Regions from separate parts of the Zea mays genome. Here region 1 is linked to region 2. Evidence: chromatin contacts called from public Hi-C data. All regions are on one chromosome and are shown on one strand. Each heading gives the region's core, a stretch centred on a gene start, on an enhancer-like site or on the middle of the called end of the contact. The rest is flanking DNA. Distances are from core to core; before and after follow the strand shown. Region 1 holds the start of LOC103629136 (heat shock protein 90-6, mitochondrial). Region 2 has its middle 100 kb from the start of LOC103629136.

Evidence for each region. A called contact is a pair of places that touch in the nucleus more often than the background predicts.
Region 1: a contact with region 2 is called in a Hi-C map of endosperm, with 2.6 times the contacts expected there. The contact joins the promoter of LOC103629136 here to the enhancer-like site in region 2. A contact is called at or near these places in 3 of 25 Hi-C or Micro-C datasets (ear, endosperm and leaf).

What each region holds. Positions count from the first base shown.
Region 1 is chr6:28,644,825-28,648,700 of Zm-B73-REFERENCE-NAM-5.0, forward strand. It overlaps LOC103629136 (heat shock protein 90-6, mitochondrial), which reads left to right and starts at 1,541. Exons shown (of 20, transcript XM_020539737.3): 1 at 1,541-1,903. The coding sequence starts at 1,793.
Region 2 is chr6:28,543,792-28,548,060 of Zm-B73-REFERENCE-NAM-5.0, forward strand. No RefSeq gene overlaps it. Among protein-coding and RNA genes, the nearest start is that of LOC103629136, 100 kb to the right of the region's middle. Within about 2 kb of position 1,805, at least 18 of the 20 cell types and tissues checked have an H3K27ac peak or open chromatin away from gene starts, as enhancers often do. A contact at or near this core is called in ear, endosperm and leaf, where this site is marked.

The DNA of each region.
Region 1 (3,876 bases), core at 291-2,790, 100 kb after region 2:
TGCTGTTTGCGAACGCCGCCACCCCTGTGCACACGCGGACCATTCGACCACTAGGCATGGACCGTCCGACTCTACGCAGGGGAACTCACTCCTAGTGCCTGATCGCGGACCATCTGGCCCTAGGCTGCGGATCGCCTACACCGCTACAGAGAGCTCGCCAAGCGGAACAACTTCTAGTGATTGGTGCCTAGATCCGTGTCAACATAAGTCTAATCAATGCATGATTAGTAAATGTTTACTGTAGCATCGCATGGTCGAATCATGAACTAATTATGTTTAATAAATTCATCTTATCGTATAGTCGTTATCTATATAATTAGTTTAATAAATAGACTATATTTAATACTTTTAATTAGCATCCAAACATCTAATGTGACAAGTAAAGTTTAGTAAGGGAAACCGCTTCGGATTAAAGGCAGCTGTTTGAACTGCTGCAGCTGTAATCTATAGGGACAAATCACTGTAAAAGTAGTATAAGCCGGTATAGATTAAAGTCAAGCGAATATACCGGAGACTACTCTACTAACTTGTGAGACATATCCTATCTTAACCTTGGGACCGGGAGACCTCTTAGTGCATGTACAACTCAATTAAATGAAGGTTCTTTAAAGACTAAATAGAAAAAAATAAGAGACAAACTTATCACATAGAGTCCGTTTCTACTAGACTCCATGTATATATATAATGTGGATTTAGTATATTTATTATCTAACGATTCTTTTACTTGAAAACGGATCATATCGTCAGGATTGTACATGGCCTCATGGCCGCATGTCAACAACGCCTGTATGTACAGCTGTTGGTGGCTGCAGCTGGCGCAGCATTTCTCCCACGCAACGCTCAGAACCTTCCCCGCAAACCATTAAGGTAGTGTTTGGTTGAAGAGTCAAATAGAATAGAACTGTTCTGTCCCAATTTTATTGTTATTTGGTTACAAAGTAACTAGAATAGAGTGACTCTAATTAGAAAATATTCTCCTCAGATCCGGAACCATCCCACTCCAAAAAATCAATAGGACGGAGCCGCTCCGTTCCCAGCCCGCTCCCACAGCTCGCCCTCCCATCCATGCGCAGCAGCTCGCGCGCCTCCCTCTGCAACCAAACAAAAAACAGAGCCACTCCGTTCCAGTTCACTCTACAACCAAACAAAAAATAGAGCCGTTCCGTTACAACTTACCAAACACAAAACAGAACGGCTCCATTCTTAGAATCAAGGATGGAACGACTCCGTTCTACTTGACTACTCAACCAAACACTGTCTAAATCCAGAGAACATATCTAGTGCACATATAAGATTGGTGCACATAGTGCACACATTAAATCATCACCACACATTTTAGATCTAACGTCTCTAGTTGTATGATATATTTTGCTAATAACACCCTCAATTGTGATATATTTTGCTAATGACACCCTCAACCGTGGTGGTGTTATTTGTAAATTGAATGCTAATTAGAGACGTTAGACCTAAAATGAGTGGTGATGATTTAATATGTGCCCCATATGCACCGGATATATCCTCCTAAATCCACCACCAATTCAATCCCCATTCCTCTACTAACCCACTGACACCCCGACCTCATCGGTGGGCCCTCATTGTCAGCAACTAACCCTTCTCCCATCTTGTTGCCTGCAAGACGCACGCCATCACTGGCTCTCCCATCGCTACCCAGAACCCTAGCCTCCTCCAAAAACCCTTGTGGCATCGTCATCTCCATTGTCCACTCGCTGCCCCGCCCGAGCCCCCGCTTGTTTCCGCGGCCTCGCCATTTGCGTGGTTGAAGAAGCGAAAGATGCTCGGCGCCTCTAGGCGATCCCTCAGTGCCGCCGCCCGCAGCCGCGTGGCTGCCGGCGTAGCCTCCGCCGTCACCGCCGACGCCTCAGTGCCGGCCCGCCCCATAAGTGTAGCCATCCTTTTTGCTTTCTTTATTGATGGCGGTTAGCCATGTTAGGTCCGTATACACATCAATCTGGGCGTTGTACGTTGATTTGGTCTTGCATTGATGCTTCGGTTTAGGGGAAGGTTATTGATTCTATCGCGTTCCTGTCATTCACCACTTGCGTCTATATTGATTGAATTTTATTCCTCTTTTGTATATTTGGAACTGGATCATTCTAATAGGCACAGATCAATTTATTGTAAAATTAGAGAAATGAGTGACATGCTTCCTTTATATTTAAATATATTAAATATTCTAATTCCGAATAAAACAAACATATAACTCAGATAAATGCAATATGTAATTATAACAACAATGAACAATAGCAATTCTAGAACATGTAAACATGTAAAATAGCTGCCCAGGTCTATTTCAAAATTAAACATGGCTTGCAGATGAAGCAGACATATTTTGCACATAAACATTATTGTTTATCTTTTTATATTGCTCTCAAAACAGCGGGTTGCTGTAATAAACAGCCCTCCAGCGCTAAATGGTGATCAGAGATCCTCGACTAACGTGACAGTCCTATCCAATGATTTCAAGTCGCCTAGTCGCCTGGTCGAACCTCGGGACCGACCAACCGACTAGTCGCGATTAGGCGATGACTAGGGCGACTAGTCGACCCCTAGTCGGTCCCTGGTCGTCCTAGACTAGTAGCTATACTTATATAGGTATATATATATAAATATACCTGTATACAATTATACATTATATAAATTAGAACAAACAACTAGGATAAACAAAGTAACATATTGCTTCATTTTGATTTGTGACTTACCTGAACTTGACATGTGACATCCCATAATGGCATAATCTCCAATTCTTCATCTCTCCATCTGTCCATCAACCTTGCAGACCTACCTCTTGAGTCTTGAACACTTGATTCCTGAAGACTGCAAGAGAAGGACTGCAGCAGGGTGTTGTAGCCGCCGACAAATCAGGAGTTCAGGACTACAGGGGCGGTGCCAAGAAAGGAGAGGAGAGGAGACGAGCCGGCTGGAGACTGTGTTGGCGGCTAGGTTAGAACAGGAGAGGGTGCTCTAAATTATACTGTAGATGGGTTAAAAAAGGCCCAATAACTAAACCCTACCCGGGACGACCAGGTTACATAAATCGGACGACTAGTTGCCCTAATCGACGATTAGTTAGACGACCAGGACGACTAGGTATTCTAGTCGAGTCGTCCAGCAAATTGTACCCTAATTACCGACCAGCCCGACTAATCGCGATTAGTCGGACGACTTGAAATCATTGGTCCTATCTTACTAAATCATGGTTTTAGAACAAATATTATAAGCCTAGAAATCAAACATGAATATCAAGATCAAAACATTGTGCACAAGAATTAAGGAACAATAATGAACTTAAATAATCAGCTTGCACAATAGTGAAAGAAATTACTAGGCATAAATAATATTACCACTGAAAATAACAATACACTAAAACCCAGACTGTCACGTCGTCTCACTACACAACTATCATCATCGAGCAATCAAATACGCCCACAGATTGTGCAATCACACCCAAGTAAATAATACTAGCAGATTGCACAAAATTATTCAATAAATATAGAGATGCAACGAGTAACTCACAACACGTAGATTGTCTACGTGGGAAGACCAGCTCAGCGAACACAAGGTTCTGTTCCAGAAAACCAATTACTATAATGGCCTCCAGTTCTGATGTCATTAAGCCTGAAGCGTTCGACGGCGCAAGCCTTAAGCGCTGGCAGATTAAGACTCACATGTGGCTCACTGACCTAAAATTATTTTGGGTAGTGACGTCAGTTGTTCCCCAGGTTGCATCAGATAATTCTGATGATGCAGCAAAGGCCGCCGCACTAGCGGAGAAGGCCAAGTGGGACGAAGCCAATGAGGCATGCTTGTCTCGTGTGTTGAACATCTTGTCGAACGACTTATTTGACGTGTACTCTG
Region 2 (4,269 bases), core at 555-3,054:
ACGGGGAACAAGACCGGCGTCCCATCTGGCTCGCTCCGCCAGATAGGCAATGATGGCGCCCCGCATACTCTGTGACGACGGCGGCTCTCAGCCCCCTTACGGAAGCAAGAGGACGTCAGCAAGGACTCAACAGCTCCGACAGCTGTCCCTCCGCTAGGCTCCAGCGCTCCTCCGACGGCCACGACATCACACCAGCTGGGTGCCAAAATCTCCCCGGCTGCCACAACGGCATGTACTTAGGGCGCTAGCTCTCCTCCGCTAGACACGTAGCACTCTGCTACACCCCCCATTGTACACCTGGATCCTCTCCTTACGCCTATAAAAGGAAGGACCAGGGCCCTCTTAGGGAGGGTTGGCCGCGCGGGGACGAGGACGAGTCAGGCGCTCGCGTGAGGCCGCTCGCTCCCTCTCCCGTGTGGACGCTTGTAACCCCCTACTGCAAGCGCACCCGACCTGGGCACGGGACGAACACGAAGGCCACGTGTAACACCCTGAATTTGGAGGTATAAAATTTCTTTTCTAATATACACCAAATTCAGGTGTTACCCTCTTCTTTACCTGCTTTTCTCCTCTTTTTCTAAATAATGGAGAATTATTTTATTATATATATATATGAGTTTTTGGCATAGTAAAATAAAATCCTAGAGAAACTTTGATTGTTGCATTCAAGTCGTTGCATAGTGTTTATGGATGTAAAGATTTTTCAAACTATATCGAATTATCTTGATCTTGTCTCCGGAATTTTTTTGGGAATCTTTGAAACGTTTCTTCGAGTACTAAAATATGAATTTTAGTTTTTCTAATCTTGATTAAAATACCTAAAATTTAGTATTTGCGAAAACTACAAAACCTTGGAAAGTCGATAATATATATAAACGATTCCTCTCGCCAAGCCCGTTCTAGATCCCGTGTCCTTTTTGCGGGATCATTAAAATGTCTTCCCTCGCAAACGTCGTGTTGCGCGTGTTTGTCGTCGTTGTGTTCGCAACCGCCTCGTTCGCTCGGTCGCGACGCATTCTGCGATAAATTGGGCAACCATATCCTGCGCTCGTTTTTTATTATATAAACCCACCCCGCCGTTGTATAACCCCTCGTCTTCCCCCAGATCCAAATCATGCAGGAATAGGCACCCGGCGGTTACCAGGCATCGGTGAGTCCCCTCCATCTCCTTCCTCCCCTACTCCCCGCCCATCTGTTCTCGGCGATCGACAGCGACCGTTCCCTGCGCGACCAGCAGCCCACCCCTGCGCGTCTGTCCCGTGCCCCGGCGCGGCGTCCCTGCAGCCCCAGCGCGGCGCAGCCAGCCATGCTCGCGCCCCAGCCCCTGCTCCCTCAGCGCGTCCAACCTCCCTGCCTTGCCCCTTCCGCGAGCTCGGCGCAGCCAGCCAGCGGCTCGCCCAGCGCGGCAGCGAGCTCGCGCAGCAGCGAGCGCGTGGCCCGGCGGCCTGCGACGCGTTGCCAGCGCGCGACTGTCGCGGACAGCCCCGGCGGCCAGTGCCCCGACGAACTCCACTCCCGGCCGTCTGAGCCCCGCCGCTGCCCAGCCCTAGCGCGCGGCCTGGAGTCCCTGGGCGCTGCCGAACTCGCCCCTGCCCAGGTGTTTTTGGGGCGCGGAGCCCGCTCGAGCGCCCCCTCCCTGCGCGAGCTCGCTTCTCCTCCATAGCAATGGCCGATCCCCTCTCCTCCCCCATGGTCGTTCTCTGTTTTTTTCCCAAGGAAGAAGAAAACCACCGCACCGTGCCACCAGGAAAAGGAAACGGCCCTTAGGGCCCACCTTGTATGCGATTTACTGCCCACGTTTTTTCCTTGCCGTGGGTTTGGAAAAAAGACCAACTGGGCCCCACTACATGCACCGCATGCCAGGACATTGCATGCTGCACGATTGTACCATCCCATGGATTTTCTGCGGCCGTGATCTCTATGATCCTCCGCGTGGCAACCTATCGACCAATCAAATTGCACCACATTATTTTTAATCCACGACTTATTAAATATGCGTTATCTTTTCACGTCCAATTTATTCCATTCCAGTCGTGTTATTTTCCCAATAAAGTCGTGTACACGTTAAGAATATAATTTTGGTCGTAGCGCATGTTTCAGTTAATTAATTATTTAATGGTTGGTCTGATGGTTATTAAAATAGCAATTTAATTTATAGTTTTAAGTTGCACTTTTATAAATATATGTTAACGTCATTAATACCAACTTAAACACTTTTCATTTAATACTTATTTATTATAAACACGTTATTTGTTAGCGATTATCGCGTTGTCGCGCGTCGTTCGCGCGTGCTGTTCCGCGTGCGGTATCGTGCTGGTTCGCGCGTAATTCGCTCTAGTTGCTCATACTGTCTGGTGCGCTGTTTCGCGCGCGTCGTTTGGGCGAGTCGTTCGCGCGCTGTTCGCGTGGCACGTTTAAGTCAGCGCGTGCCGTTCGCACGCATCGTGCGTGTCGTTCACACGTGTCGACGTGCGCTGTCGCGTACGCCGTTCCGCGCACCTTGTTTAGTGTGTTGCGTGTCATGTCGCGCGACAATAAACTATTTCGTCTAGAATCGTTCACGTTAATTAATCTACGTAATTAAACGATGATTAACTGAGTAGTAAATCAATCAGAACTAAGTGTTAATTCTATCGGTGCATGCGATGAATACCTCTAATTGTGGTTATGTCAACTTAAGTGTTGCATTTAATTTATGTGTAGAATAAATACGACACGGTTTAGTAGTAGTTCGCGCGTCGCGCCGTTTTCGCGGGTCGCGTGCTGTTTGCGTGACGCGCACGCTGTCCCCACATGTGGCGCTCGTTATTGTCGGGTCGTATGTTTTAGTTGTATAATTAATTATTGGTTTATTCTAGGGTTAATAAAATAACAATTTATTTAGAACGAGTATATAGTTTTAACTCGTGCTTTTATAACTATAAATATTAGTTAACTTGATTAACACCAGCTTAAATGCTTTTAACTAATTATTTATTTGTTCGTTGTTGGCGCACGACATCGTTTGCGCGTCATCGTGCTATTTACGCGCATAGTCGCGTTGACTCGTGCGTGTCGCGCACGGTCGTGCGCGTTGTTTTGCGGATGTCGCGCGTGCCATTCACACGCGTTGCCGCACGCCGTGCGCGTGCCGCAATGTTGTTTCGTGTGTCGTGTGGCGTCTACGTGTGATAATAAATTATTTTCGCTTATAAACACTCATGTTATAAGATTAATTCGTCAGGTCATATATTTTAGATAATCAACCTAAGGTTTGCTCGACTAATATTTATTAGATTAATATCTCAGTTAGATTAAATATGTAATGTTCAATTTGCGCTTTTATAATAAATATTAACATGGTAAATATTAACTTAACTACTTTCTATTTATTTAATATTTGTTTAGTATAAACGTGTCACTTATTTAGTTTTCCTCGTCTGTCGCGCGTGCTGTTCCGCACGTGATGGCGTGCTCGTTCGCGCTGTTTCGTGTGTCGTCAGCGTGCGATGTCGCGCCTGTCCGCGCGTCGTTCGCACGTTGTCATGCTGTTTCGTGCATCGTCAATTCGCATCGCTGAGAATCTCTTGTGTTAATTAAATTACTTATTTATTTGACAGCTGTTAGCGTAACAGATTTAATCAGAACTAAATAGCAGTTATAATTTATATTTGATAATATCGAATTAAATGTTTTACTTAATGTTTATTTAGCGTAAACGCGATATCTTCCAGATCGACGCTTCGAGTTCGACACTTCTTTTTCCTCGCGTGACTGTAGTAACGCGCTCTATTTCGTTTTGCATGTTTTATTATGTTTGTATTTGTATGATGTAATGTTCTTATGCATATATGTGTTTGCTTGCTTGTGTCTGTTCGTCTTCGCTCCGCGTTGCGATTAGAATGTGATCCATCTCCAAGTTTCGAGGGATCGAAGATCAAGCTTCGACGACCAAGTGATCTGGCTCTTCGAGTTCCACGAAGTTGAAGACCCTGAACATCTGTTTGGCGAAGGCAAGTGTCCTCTGACCCATTATGTCCCATTTACTTTATAATACACTGTCCCGCATACTATGAACAACCTAAGGATTTACTAGCTTTCTATTTACCTTGTCCTTGATTTACCTTTTGGGTTACTATGGTTAGCTTCATGCTAGCGCTTTATTTTAATCAATGAACATGATGAGATACAATGATGATACTATGATTTTACTCTGGATATGATGATATACTTGTGGCATTTAGGGGACTCGAGCGGTTTCTCGAGTGCCTCTCCGTAAGGACCTGTTCG